3 separate regions of the Mus musculus genome follow, and all the other regions are linked to region 1. A link is a contact called in public Hi-C data. All regions are on one chromosome and are shown on one strand. The core of a region is the stretch at or near the end of the contact, and the rest is flanking DNA. Distances in the headings are between cores, read along the strand shown. Region 1 overlaps Opcml (opioid binding protein/cell adhesion molecule-like). Region 2 overlaps Opcml (opioid binding protein/cell adhesion molecule-like). Region 3 overlaps Opcml (opioid binding protein/cell adhesion molecule-like).

Region 1 (4,219 bases), core at 1,281-3,780:
AACACAAGGCTTAACTCTTCAGAGGCCACCAGGGAGTCTCAGAAGAAAGCTCAGCAGGTTACCATGGGCCCCACATCAGAAACCCATCAGCATGAGCTTCTGTTGGTGCTGCCTTCTTCTCCCCGTAAGACATTCTGTCTACCATCAGGAATGCCAGAGGAGTCTGTCCCATCAAAGTCCCAAACCCAGTCTGGGCTGTTACAAAGAGGCTTTCAGGCTCTAGCTGCATTTAGCATCTGGGTTTCAGATCGCTTTTATTTCAAAACCACCTTCTGTTGTGAGTTGTTGTTGTTGTTGTTTTAATATATAATGGCATAACCAAAGGCTAGCCCATGTCCTATGACCCTCTCCCCCACAGCACCCTGCATCCATACTCTCCTCATTCCCAGTACCACACTAGGGTGTGGGGTACCACACAATACCAGAATGGACCAGTCCATTCTGTGCCAGACCTCCAGCCCCCAGAATACAGCCCTGCAGGCCTAAGTGAATAAGCAGAGAAAGGATGGGGCAGGCACCTGCAAGCTGTTTTAAAGGACTGGAGCAGAAAACACCAGCCTCCTGCTCTGTGGCCATATGAGCAGTTAAGTCTTTATTCTCAAGGTTCTCTCATGTTCCTCCACAGCTTAAAACAAGCAACCGCACACTCAGGTGTGCTTCTGGCTGGACGGCAGGGAAGGATTCAAAGAAAACTTTGCAAGTAGGGAACATAGGCCCATGGGTAACCTTCTAACCAACCTCTCGCTCTCAGTTAGGAGCATAGTTAAAATGTCCCACAGATGTGACAAAAGCCAACTTAGGGGGCAAATAAAAATATGTGCTAAAGGACATAGGGATAGCCATTTTGGGTGTCCACTGAGGACATAGTCACTGCCACCCAGCTTCATCCTCTGACCCCAGCCTTTCTGCTCACCATGGCTCACAGTCAGTCACATGGGGATATCTAGGAGCTTGTTGCAATGAATATTCTCCGGATCTGCCCTGGATGGACCCAAGTGAGACTGTATTTTAACAAGATTGGGCATGGAACTGGGTACACATCAGCATCAGAGGGGCAGTGCCCTGCCGTGCCTTGTGCTGATGTTGATTCAAACCGAGGTCTACTTGCCTGACCAAGTGTGTCTGTTCAGGACTGTGGGGCTACAGGCTATTGCAGGCTGCTATGGGGGAGCCCTGTTCACAGCCACTAAGGGATTCCTTTAGCTTCCCCTCTACACCCTGCTTGTGGGAACTGATAAACTATGCCTCTGTCATGGAATGATCTTCATGGTGAGTTAATTCCCTGAGACTGACTGCTGCCATCATGGCTCCAGTTCGAAGGATGTTCCTGATTAAGGAAAAATGATGAGGTCTCAACTTGTCGTTGGCTCTGACACTGCCACAGAATGGAAGGCAGAGCTGGCTGGAGGGTGCTGAGATGAAGGCGGGGGTCCTTTCTCCCAGGAGGCAGGTCACAGGAAGTCACGCTATGGTTTTCCCTGTATATATACCCCAGAACAGCAGAGTCAGGGAATAAGGAAGCCACATGTAGTGGGGATGCTGTTGTCACTCTTCACACACAGATTGTGCCCTTGCACTTGGCAGGGTCCCTTCACCCAGGCTGAGTATAGAATCAACTCTTCTGCACTCTGATATCCAGCCTTGAATGCTTCTGGGGAAAAAAAGAGGTCACCACATGTCAGGATAGCTACCCTTCTCCCTATGCCATGAACTCTAAGGAATGGTTTGGTCATTTCCTTCTATCAAGTTCAAAGACATCTCCCTGATACACACGGGTGCAAAACATACATACGATACTACGATATGCTATTGAATAAACTCACAAGCTCTCTGGCAGCAAATGTTTTCATCTGGAGAGGCAGGGGTCAGGGCAGAAATACAGGCAGATCTACATACGGAGAGCAGGGTCCAGTGAAGTGGAAGTGGGTGTGTGGAGGAAGGCAGGAGTGGGCATAAAAAGTGAGGAAAAGCAAGAGGGAGGATTACATAAGGAGACCAGTCCACTCACAATAACAGGATTGACGTGGCTCAGGACTTCTCCCCAAACCTGTCATTCATAACTCCTAACAGCTTCATACTTCATATTCCCCCAGCAGAGAAGGGGCAGCATAGAATAGATAGTGAGGAGTAGGATGTGTTTGTGGCAGGGGAGTGTCTGCCTGTACTGGGTTTAGTTCTCAAATTGGAGTGACAAGCGGCACTATTAAAAATCCATGTGCATCATGAGCCCCCTTGTGTCTTTGAAGAGCCATTGCAGCTCTGCAAGAATTACTGGGCTGAGGACTCTTCCAGGGGATTGAAGGGTGTCTCTGCTGGATGAACAAGGTACAAGGGCCCAGAAATGAGCACTGAGAGTGACCCAAATCTTTGTACAGGCAATCTATAAGGGCTTTATTTTTTTATTCCTTGTCTAGGTTCTGTTTGGCGTCTAAAGCACATTTCTTTCCCTATCAGCGATTCCACACAAGGGCTTGCTCACCCCTTCACTGTTCCCATCGCTTCTGTTTTGTTTGCTATGCATGCTGACAGCTGTGTGTAGGCCATGTGCTCTTCCTTGTGTGTGCCTGATGATAACAGTGAGCTTCTCTCTACTTCCTCTAACTTAGGTAAGTGATGCTGTGGTGGAGAGCTCACTGTTCCCGCATCTCCCATGCACACATTTCAACGCATCCCTGCTTCTCTGTGCTGAGTTCCTTCTGTCCAGTGACTCCTGTGATCTGTATCTTTGCAGCTGTTCCTCAAGGTTAGATCCTCATGTACCACCACTGGTACAGTTACCCTGCCCGCCAGCAACCTCTACCCCAGCAAATATCCCTGCAAGAGATGCTCTCTGGTATTTAGGATAGCTTGGGGCTGTAAAGTATGCCAAAGGACAAATCTAGGTCACAGGAATTAGTTGAGTTAACCTAAGGGCTAGCTCAGGCACTCACCAACCACGGCTTCCACAGTTGTTATTCCCGTTGTTTCCATGTCCCCTCTGCCACTGCCAGCCTTCCCATTTCTACCAGCCAATTATGTATAAAATGACTCAGTCTCATACTCACCTGCTCACCAACAAACTGAGACTCCCTTCCTGTATTCCACTGGCATCTGAGTTTCATTTTTAAATCCCATGTTCATTTCATTTGCCCATAATCCATCATCGTTTTTTTTTTTCTTTTTGGTTTTATTGATGTGAAGATTGTCTTTGTAGAACGAGTATTAATTCTATGGTGCTTTCAGATATTAAATTATTTTCTTCCATGCAGTCCAATACAAAAATATTTCCTATTCTGGACAGAAATCTTTCACTCTATCATACTTATTCATAGTTTCCTTTGTGCCTTTAGCTTTTGAGATCATGTATAGAAATTCAAGCGAGTCTTCCCCCTCTCCTAGCTCACAGAGTCACCCTCTGGCTTTTCTCTTTGTTGGCTTTGATAGTTTCTCCTTCCTGCACTCATATCTTTAGTCACAAGGCATCTGGCTCTCAATCAACACTGGGCTGGGATCTGGTGTTGTCCTATCTTGGTCTCTGAATGCTTTCTGCTCTCATTTAAACAAATTGCCATGCTGAGCCTGTGGGAGAAACAGTCCAGAAGCACAAAGCTTGGAACTGGTTGCAGGGATCAGCTCCATGGCTGGAGCAGGCTGATGGACCCGGAGTCTGATCTCAGAGTTTCCAGACTAGGTCGAGTCCTCTCTCCAGGGAGCCGTAAGTCTGATGGCGATTGGTTCTGACTCACCAGAACCAATGATTACCTCCCTTGCCGGATTTCTTGAAAGACAAGGTTTCACCCACCTGTTCTAGGCAGCTTGGATAATAAACAGCAAAATGAATCACACGTGTCACCATTTGCCCATTGGCAGCCATTGCTGCCCTGTCACAAAGAACTTTCCCATTGTAGCTTTAGAAATATGATACCAGAAGAACTGGTCAGAAGTGCCTATTAGCTGTGTCTCAGATTCACCTGTAGGGAGGGAAAGACCTGAGTGGAAAAAAATAATAAAATGGAGAGTGGAATTGGATGTATGTATTTACCCACTGCGCACCAGCTTAGTCCTCAGCTCTCTGTAGGTTACTTCCTTCCTCTGAGCTCCAGCATCTTCCTGAGCGATGGGAATGAATGGCTATGTGGATGGTGACATATACCCTAGGTGATTTATTTATCTATTGACCTATTTAGGCAGAGAGAGAGAAAGAGAGAGAGAGAGAGAGAGAGAGAGAGAGAGAGAGAGA
Region 2 (4,219 bases), core at 548-3,047, 410 kb before region 1:
GTTCAGTTGACATTTGTAAGAAACATTTTACACTTGCTCATGTGTGTAGGGTGTGGCCAAAATGAATGCCTGGGATGCAGAGGGACTTCATTATGGTGCTGTGTTTAATTCATCCTTACCTTATACTTGTCTCTACATTTGAGTGTTATTGTGTTAGATTGTCACCATGGGCCTGAGCATGGGTTCCTCAGGATTCTGGGCTCCTGTGTGTGCCTGGAAGGAGGGAGTCACCTGCCCTGGCATTGTGAGATCTAGCCTCAGGGCTGTTCACTGCTCTTGAGTTCCTGTTTATCATTCCCCAGGCAGTGGGTAGGATGAGGGAATGAGACATGGTGATCAAGAAGGGTACATGGACAAAAGGGAAGGAAGTTCAGTGGGTATCTTTCTCTTGCTTTGATAAAACACAGTTGACCAAAACCAATTTGGGGGAGAAAGCATTTACTTCAGTTTATAGTCCCGCATTACAGTCCATCATTGAAGGAGGTAAAGGCAGGAACCTGGAAATAGGAACCAAAGTGGAAGCTATGGAGGGACGCTGCATACTGGACTGCTCCTCATGGATTTCTTGGCCTTCTTAATTATGCAGTCCATGGCCACCAATCCAGGGGTGGCAGCAGTCACAGTGAGTTGGGCCCTCCCCCATCAATCCCCAATCAAAAAAATTTCCCCAAATGCTTCTAGCTTGTGCCAACATAAAACTAACCTGTAAAATGGGAACAAGGACCAATGTTGTGGAAGAAGCATGAATGTTTTAAACCAACTTTGGGCCTAGACATTTTGCTGACTGTGATGGTTTGGCATTTAAGGAAGAGAAAATACAACAGCTTTTAACAGCTGTTTCCACCTGAAATGTTCCTGATGTCGGGCAGAACCTCCTTTTGCTTTTAGAAATTAGGTGTTTCCATGGGTGGAAAAAGTGAAAGTTTGGCTGGTGGAGGAGCTAATAAAATAGAAAGACTATCACAGTCAGGGGGAGGGGGTGGAAGGCAAACTTGATGGAGGCTATACAAGCCATCCACAGATGGAAAAGAGGTCAGGTGAAGAAAACTGAGTCAGCATATCAAAGGGAAATGATAAAAATTATGGTGATGTTAATATCAAAGACAAGGGGCTAGTGGCTGTTGAAAAATTCTAAAGCTAGTGCCCACTGGAAATTTGGAATCAATACCAAGTGTATAAACAAGTCATAATTGAAGGAAACAACTGTGTAGTCTGATAGGTAGCAGAACAGTCTACCTGGTTCGTAACGTAACCATTGCTCCACAGGAGATGTATGCATTGGGCTAAGAAAGCTCCCTGGAGAACAGGGCTCTGAGAGGCAAGGGACTCTTTCAAGCACACCCAGAAGGGCTCAGTTAGAACTCTTGTCCCTGAGTATGGCCACCTACTCACAGAGTTCAGCATCTCATGAGCAGGCTGAAGACTCATCTCCTTCAAAAGTCTCCAGCAAAATGTCTAGGCCCAAAGTTGGTTTAAGGACATGATGGGCGAACTTATTTGTAAGCAAGGCAAATTTTAGCAGATGGTAGATGTGTTCTTAGTTACTTTTTTTCCTACGAGGCCCATCACAGTAATATCCATCTAGAGAGGGAGTGGAGGCCCTTTTCAAAGTCCAGTAACACTCAGGGCATGTGCTAGCATGGCTGGAATGTTTTGTATAAATGGAACAGTAACAGTGGTAGAACTTCAAGCCTAACTATTCAGCAATCTGACTTCTCCCCTTCCTTGTGGCCATGATCCTAATGATCTACAGTCACCCTCTTACTCCTCATTAAATTATCTTACTCCTCTGTGGTCTTTGCCCAACTTCCTCATAGAATTGTACCTTGCATGGCATTCATTTGTTAATTCATTTAAGGTATAAATATTCCTCGAATTCATACGTTCTTTTTGTCAGGTACAGTTACAGATATCTAGGATGCAGCAAGTAGAATTTCATGCCTTCATGGAGCAATTTCCATTCCAAGGAGAGGAGCTGGCTAGTAGAAGATAAACTGTACAGATGCTATAGGCAGCAAGGGTTGTGGAACATAGTTCAACCGGCGAGTGCCCAGAGTGAATGAGGAGGACATTACTGTACTGGTTTGAAGGGGAGGAGATAAGAACAGACAGATGCCCAGGAAGCAGCCTGCAAACGATTTCCACAGGATGTCTGGATGCCTTGCAGCAAGCAAAGAAAGAATGCCCCTACCGTGTTATTTCTCCTGTTTGAGATGAGAAACAATTAAAGTTGGGACTACAGGAGTATTTTATCTAGGGGTGGGCTGGTTTGACTCACTTTTGGCAAACTTATCTGGCTTCTGTATGGAGGAGATGAGGCTCCGTGGGGAAGCATCCTGCTTTTCTGGGAATTCTCTCTGATTGGCAGCAGCACCTGCTCTCCTGAGTCTCATTTTTCCTCTCTGATCCTGCCTTCCATCCCATTTCCTTGATTCCTCCTCTCTGCACTTCTTACAGAATTTGAAATGTCAAGGTGAGAAATAAGGAGCATAATTTGTTCAAGTGTATCTGCATGTAACTATGGAGAGATCACAGGCAGTTAAACACTAAAGTACAAAGAGCCGATCCATTGGAGATTTTCTTCATTGATAGGCCACGCAGATGGAATTTTAGAATGGTAGGAGCCTGCTGAGTGTCACTGTCTTACATTACTTTGCTTCACTCTTACCCCCAGAACGTTCGTCTTCTGTGGGTCCTCAGCACAGTGGTGTACCAATAATGACAAGCTTTCTGAAAGACAAAAATAAGCCCTGGTGTGTAGAATTCGCTAGTTCCCCAGAATGTACCCTTCCACTCACAGCAGATTTTAAGCTACTGATGTCAGTGATATGAGCTACCTAAGTCCCCACTGATATCAGATTCACACTTGCTATCTGCCAAATTCTGGCTTCTAGAATGTCACATTCCTTCATTGATCACTTGCTTATTACAAAGGCTATAAGACAGTGGTGGCAATAACTATGGCTTGGTTAGTTTTATAAGCATTTCTCCAAACTCATTTCTTGTTTGTTAGCGATTGCATCACCTGTACTGAGATTGTAACTAAGACTTCTTAAATGCATTCACAGATACACATGCTTCCAGGCACATTTGGTATCCCTAGAATATTGAGATGTCCTAATAAAACGACATATTAAGTCAATAGGTGTTTCTTTAAGATCTATAGCTAGTGTCCTGATTTACACATGACACAGTATATACGTCTATCAAAATATCATAAGCCATCTGTGAGCTGAAGTCATCTGCAAGGACGAGCCTCAATTAAGAAAATGCCTTCACAAGATCAAGCTGTAGGCAAGCTTGTAGGGCATTTTCTTAAATACTGATTAATTGAGGAGGGCCCAGGCCATTATGGGTGGTGATGTCTCTGAACTAGTGGTTCTTGCTTTTGTAAGAAAGCAGGCTGAGCAAGCCATCTGGAACAAGCCAGTAAGTAGTACCTCCTTCATGGCTTCAATATCAGGTCCTACCTTCAGGTTCCTGCCTTGTTGGAATTCCTGTTTTGACTTCCTTCAATGATGAGCTATGACATGGAGGTATTAGTCAAATAAACCCTCCCCTCCCAACTTTCTTTGAGTCATGGTGTTTCATCACATCAACAGAAACCCTAACTAAGACAAGTTGGTGCCAGGATAGTGGAGTATTGCTGTGGCATGTTTTGGGGAAGATTTCGGAAGGGCTGTGGAACATTGACTAGAAAATCCATTGGGTTTTGAGAGCTCAGTAAGCTGTTTTGTAGAAGCTTGAAAGATAAAGAAATGTTAAGAGCAGTACAGATGTCAGAGGCCTGGTTTGTGAAATATCAGAGGGAAGACTAAACTTTATCAGAGCAAATTGTTATTTTGAACTAAGATCTGGTGGTGCTGGTTTGCTGAGGCCAAAGAATCAGCTGTGGTTAACAAGTTACCTGCACTACTAAAGTGAACCCTTTGCTTTACTGGGATCCTTGATGCTGGTCAGCTGGAGCTGGGAAAGTACTGGTGATTAAGAAGGAAGCAGCATTGTTGAGGTGAAATCTTTGGAGAACGTTTCCTGAGAGACATCATCAGAACCTGTCCAAGGGCTAGTGGCTCTCAGCTCCAAAACATTTGAGAGTCCTAATATCCTTGCTTACAGAAAATGTATGCTAAAGATGATGATGAGGGGAGGAGTCTTGGGGAGCATATGAACTAAATGTAAGAGTGGGTTCAGGTGGTCTAAGGACCATAAGGAGAAAAAC
Region 3 (4,219 bases), core at 953-3,452, 320 kb before region 1:
AAGGGGAGAGGGAAAAGCACCCAGCTCCCCCCCCCTCCCCCAACTTCTAAACCACTTCCCAAAATAGAGCCAGACAGCAAGACAAGCCAACTCATGCCTCACAACCTTCCAACCCTTCTCAAGGGAGCAATTACAACCTAGAGAAAAAGATCCTGAATGCATGGCCCCTTAAAGCAGCTGAACATGTGTGTGGGTATCTCCTGCCCTGCCTCTCTTCCGTAATACTCACAAGAAAAGCAATTTACCAGGGGACTCAGGAGTGTGGAGGTATCAGATGAGTTCAGGGTAAGTGTCTAACCACACAGATTTCAAATAGAAACCTTAAGGCCATTCAACCCATGCCTGCTTGTTCATATGCTATCCTAGTGTAATACTAGCTCTCATAGGCTGTGAGTAAGCCTTGTTCATCCCAGGCAGTTCCAGGATCCTGAGCATCAAATTAAAACATCATGGCTTTAATTTTCATCCTGAAGGCTTGGCATGATCTGTCTTCTCAGTTGGCCTTATTCTTTATTACTTCTTCACCGTCAGCACATCTTTCCTTGGCCTATCTCTGCCCATCTTCTGTTTACAGATAAATGATGAAGGCCTACCCACATGTTCTCAGAGTACAGGACATTTCTCATGATTATGGGACTCACATAGTGTGATGTTTTCTGTCTCTCTGACTAGACTGTCAAGCCCTGTAGGCAAGAAACATTTTTTTGGAAGATTAACTCATTCTATTTTATGTGAGTATTTTGCCTGCATGTATGTATATTCAGTACATATGTGCATGGTACCCAGTTGCATCTCTTAGAAATGGAGTTACAAATGGTTTTGAACCATCATGTTGGAATTGAACCCAGGTCCTCTGAAAAAGCAACAAGTATTCTTAACCATTGAGCCATCTCTCCAGCCCCAAGACTTTATTTAGTGCCTATGGGGGCATACAGCTCTTATCTTTGATCTAGATGCTTAACTGATGACTAAGCCTTTAACTTAAACTATCATCCTTGTTTTGAGTGGAATTGAGTCTCTTACTATTGATATGATTCAGAGTAACTATCTGATATCTGAACTGTGATTTGTGGCCAGTAATTCAGATGGCAGAAAAATTCAGGCCAGCAAGATAACCCAGGTGGTTAAAACATTTGTTGCCAAGACTGATAACCTGAATTCAATCAACAGAATCCACATGGTGGAAGAAAGGAATTTATCCCCTTTGCCTTACATACTAGTAACATGGTGTATACACACACACACACACACACACACACACACACACACACACACACGCATGTGCACATGCTCACACACAAAATTAAAAATAAATAAATGAAAACCAATAGATTAGCAGATCTCAACTTGTGGGTCACAACCTCTTTAAGGGTTGCATAACAGATATCTTGCATATCAGATATTTACATTAAGGTTTGTAACAGTTGTAAACTTACAGTTATGAAATAGCAATGAAACAATTTTGTGGTTGGGGGTCATTGCAACATGAGGAGCTTTATTAAAGGGTTGCAATATTTGGAAGGTCAAGAGCCACTGGCAAAGATAATATATGTAAGAAAATGACTTCAAATATGGAGCTTAAAAGCAGATCTCAGCAGCAGGAATCATAATTGTGCTTAGATTAGATTAATTGTGCTTGTATTAGAGAAATTTCGTTGCTTGAATCTCCCATCCGGAGACAAGGTGTTTTTAGTTTCTAATCATGGATCAAATATTCTCGATGGTAATATCAGCATTCCTATCCCTCACTCCAAAGATTTTTCTCCACCACCTCCTAATCACATTCTTGCTTTGTCTGTTGAGTTTTCTGAACTCACCACTTAGGCCTGAAAGATCCCTGGCATGAGCCTGCAGAGCCCTGTTTTATGACCAAAGAGCCCTGGCTCCAGAACTGAGCTCTCTGTTGCTGCAAATGTGTCTACACCCCAGTTTCACCATCTGTGAAGCCGAGCTTGTGCTGCTTGCTGTTCTAGAGGGTCATTGCCTCCTTCTGTTGGCAATCTACATTCGTTCTGTTTGATCTTCCTGCTGTTTGTTTCTCTGTCCAAGGTATGTACCAGGGACATAGAGGGAGCCTGTAGCTGAGTAGGTGTGAAAAAAAAAAAAAATCAAACCTTAACAGAAGATAGGGAGTGGTTGGCAGAGATAGAGATGAAGTTATTCAATGGCAGAGAGGTGAATGCATTCAAGTTTGCAGCCCTCAGAGGCCATGATTACATTCTAGGATTGCAAACTGCCAGGCACACAGCAGGTGTTCAGCTTCTAGCAATACACCCACTCATGGAGCTGAAGAGGCTGGAGAAGTTCAGAGCTTTGTTTAGCTGGTGAAGCAATGATTCAGGGTGTTTCAGAATTATTACCTAGATTTCAGATCCTTGAGGGCCTGGTTCAGGAGGTCTGGGGAAAGATGAAAACTTTTATGTGTTTAAGAAGTGCCCCAAGCAATCTTGGTGGAATTTTCTGATCTGGCTCCCTTTCTCTGAGGTAATTTTCCGACCTGTGAAATCCTCTCCTGTGGGAGGCAATTAGAACCTTGAGAGATAGGGAGTGAAAAGTGGAAGACATCCAGAAATAAGCCTGGGCAGAGGTAGTTGTGACCATTTGTGTTCGAGAACTATTGTCTTCTGAGGTGGCGAACTAAACAAATGTGAGTTTCTGAACACTAGCACAGTCCCTGCATCTCTATTCCTGCATGGAGCACTGGAAGGTAGCAGGCTTCTATCACCTCCACCATTGCATGCTGGGACATACTCCCATCACGATGCTCTCTGAAGCACAAAATATGCATCTAATAGACTGTCATTTTTCAAGGGAGAAACTCACATGTAAGCACACGCATTGACCTTTATTGCTTTATATTGTGAAATACAATAGAATCTGAAGATTGACCACTCTAGTTAACCTTCAACTCCTAACTCTAGAGATTAAAATTGGACATTAATTCAAGCTTTGTCTTTTGATATTATCTCTAGGTGTTACTGTCTAGGCTACTAATAGAATACCCTAAAAAGTATTCTGGGATTATTCTTTGTGCAAGTCTCATCATTATAAGATGTATTTTGTATTATCCAAAGCAGTCTTTGCTGTTAGGCTTCAGCTCCTACCAAGAGGGGAGAAATACGTTTCTAAGCAGCTTGAAGATGAAGGCAAGTAGGAAGAGTCAGAGGAGGATAGAGTGTACTTCATTCCCCAGGCTGACTTTTGGAAATCATGGCTGGAAAACAACATTCCAGGTTCTCTTGCACCAGGTGATCACTGATGTATTTATGCCTCTGATTAATGAACTTTGCAAATTAACCTCCGCACTGCTCTGTAATTGCGATTAAGGTTTCAAAAAATCACTTAAGCGTATGTTTCCGCTACTTCAGACCCTATTCCAGCCGGATGGCCAGCTCCCTATGCTGATTTCCCAAAGATAATGCCAGTCTCCTGACCTCTGAATTTACAATTAATTACCGCATTCAGCACCTAAATTACCCCCATTCTTGGTGTGCCTGGCTTTATCTCTCTGCACACACAAGCCTGGCTTTTAATTAAAGGCCCTCCAAATTAAATGAAAACAAATTCAATTATTACATCTCATTGGAAGAGCTCACAGCATATCCTGACAGCATTTATCCAATGGGCAACCTAGGGAGAGCTCAGCTCCCACGACTTAAATTAATGTGCCCAGTAAATGATTTTTCTTATCATTGCCTGAACAGGTTTTCTGCCACTGGGTCAGCTCTAGCTGTGGTCTTCACTGTCTCTGGTGAGTGGGGGGTGAACCAACATGTGTTCTAATACAATTCCTCCTTTCTCTATCTGTTCTGATCACGCCTTATTTCTTATTCTCCTTTGCATAGAAGGAGAAGGTCTCCCATTCTGCTCCCTTTGTGACTAGGAGATAAATACCCTCCAGTCTCTGTAAGTCTAGAGGTACAGCTCCAACATGCACCTCATAAATTTAGATCCTTATCCAGGGCATTTAGGGATATCCAGGGGACCATGAGTATATTCTTGAATCCCTATGCAGCCTGAAGTATAGAGAAATGTGCACTGAATTGCAATTATTGTTACGATAGATCATAACAATAATCATAATAATAATGTGTTCATTGAGAACTGTAATGTTCCAGGCATTGCAAACAGCACACAATTAGACACCGTCCATCCCCAGTGGACCTATTATATTTGTGGAAGCAAAGTAAGCTCTAAACAAACAGAGCAACAGAAATGA

What was found. Hi-C and Micro-C count contacts between places; a contact is called where the count stands out from the background.
Region 2: a Hi-C map of the N1E-115 cell line shows a contact between it and region 1, with 2.7 times the contacts expected there. The contact joins two enhancer-like sites. A contact is called at or near these places in 3 of 484 Hi-C or Micro-C datasets (the N1E-115 cell line and embryonic stem cells).
Region 3: a contact with region 1 is called in a Hi-C map of the N1E-115 cell line, with 5 times the contacts expected there. The contact joins two enhancer-like sites. A contact is called at or near these places in 2 of 484 Hi-C or Micro-C datasets (the N1E-115 cell line and cerebellum).

Annotation. Positions count from the first base shown.
Region 1 is chr9:28,245,776-28,249,994 of GRCm38.p6, forward strand. All of the region lies in intron 1 of Opcml (opioid binding protein/cell adhesion molecule-like), which reads left to right. Among named protein-coding and RNA genes, the nearest start is that of Gm39313, 150 kb to the right of the region's middle. Within about 2 kb of position 2,531, at least 43 of the 459 cell types and tissues checked have an H3K27ac peak or open chromatin away from gene starts, as enhancers often do. A contact at or near this core is called in the N1E-115 cell line, where this site is marked.
Region 2 is chr9:27,831,659-27,835,877 of GRCm38.p6, forward strand. The region is part of intron 1 of Opcml (opioid binding protein/cell adhesion molecule-like); the gene reads left to right. Among named protein-coding and RNA genes, the nearest start is that of Opcml, 42 kb to the left of the region's middle. Within about 2 kb of position 1,798, at least 2 of the 459 cell types and tissues checked have an H3K27ac peak or open chromatin away from gene starts, as enhancers often do. A contact at or near this core is called in the N1E-115 cell line, where this site is marked.
Region 3 is chr9:27,922,244-27,926,462 of GRCm38.p6, forward strand. All of the region lies in intron 1 of Opcml (opioid binding protein/cell adhesion molecule-like), which reads left to right. Among named protein-coding and RNA genes, the nearest start is that of Opcml, 130 kb to the left of the region's middle. Within about 2 kb of position 2,203, at least 9 of the 459 cell types and tissues checked have an H3K27ac peak or open chromatin away from gene starts, as enhancers often do. A contact at or near this core is called in the N1E-115 cell line, where this site is marked.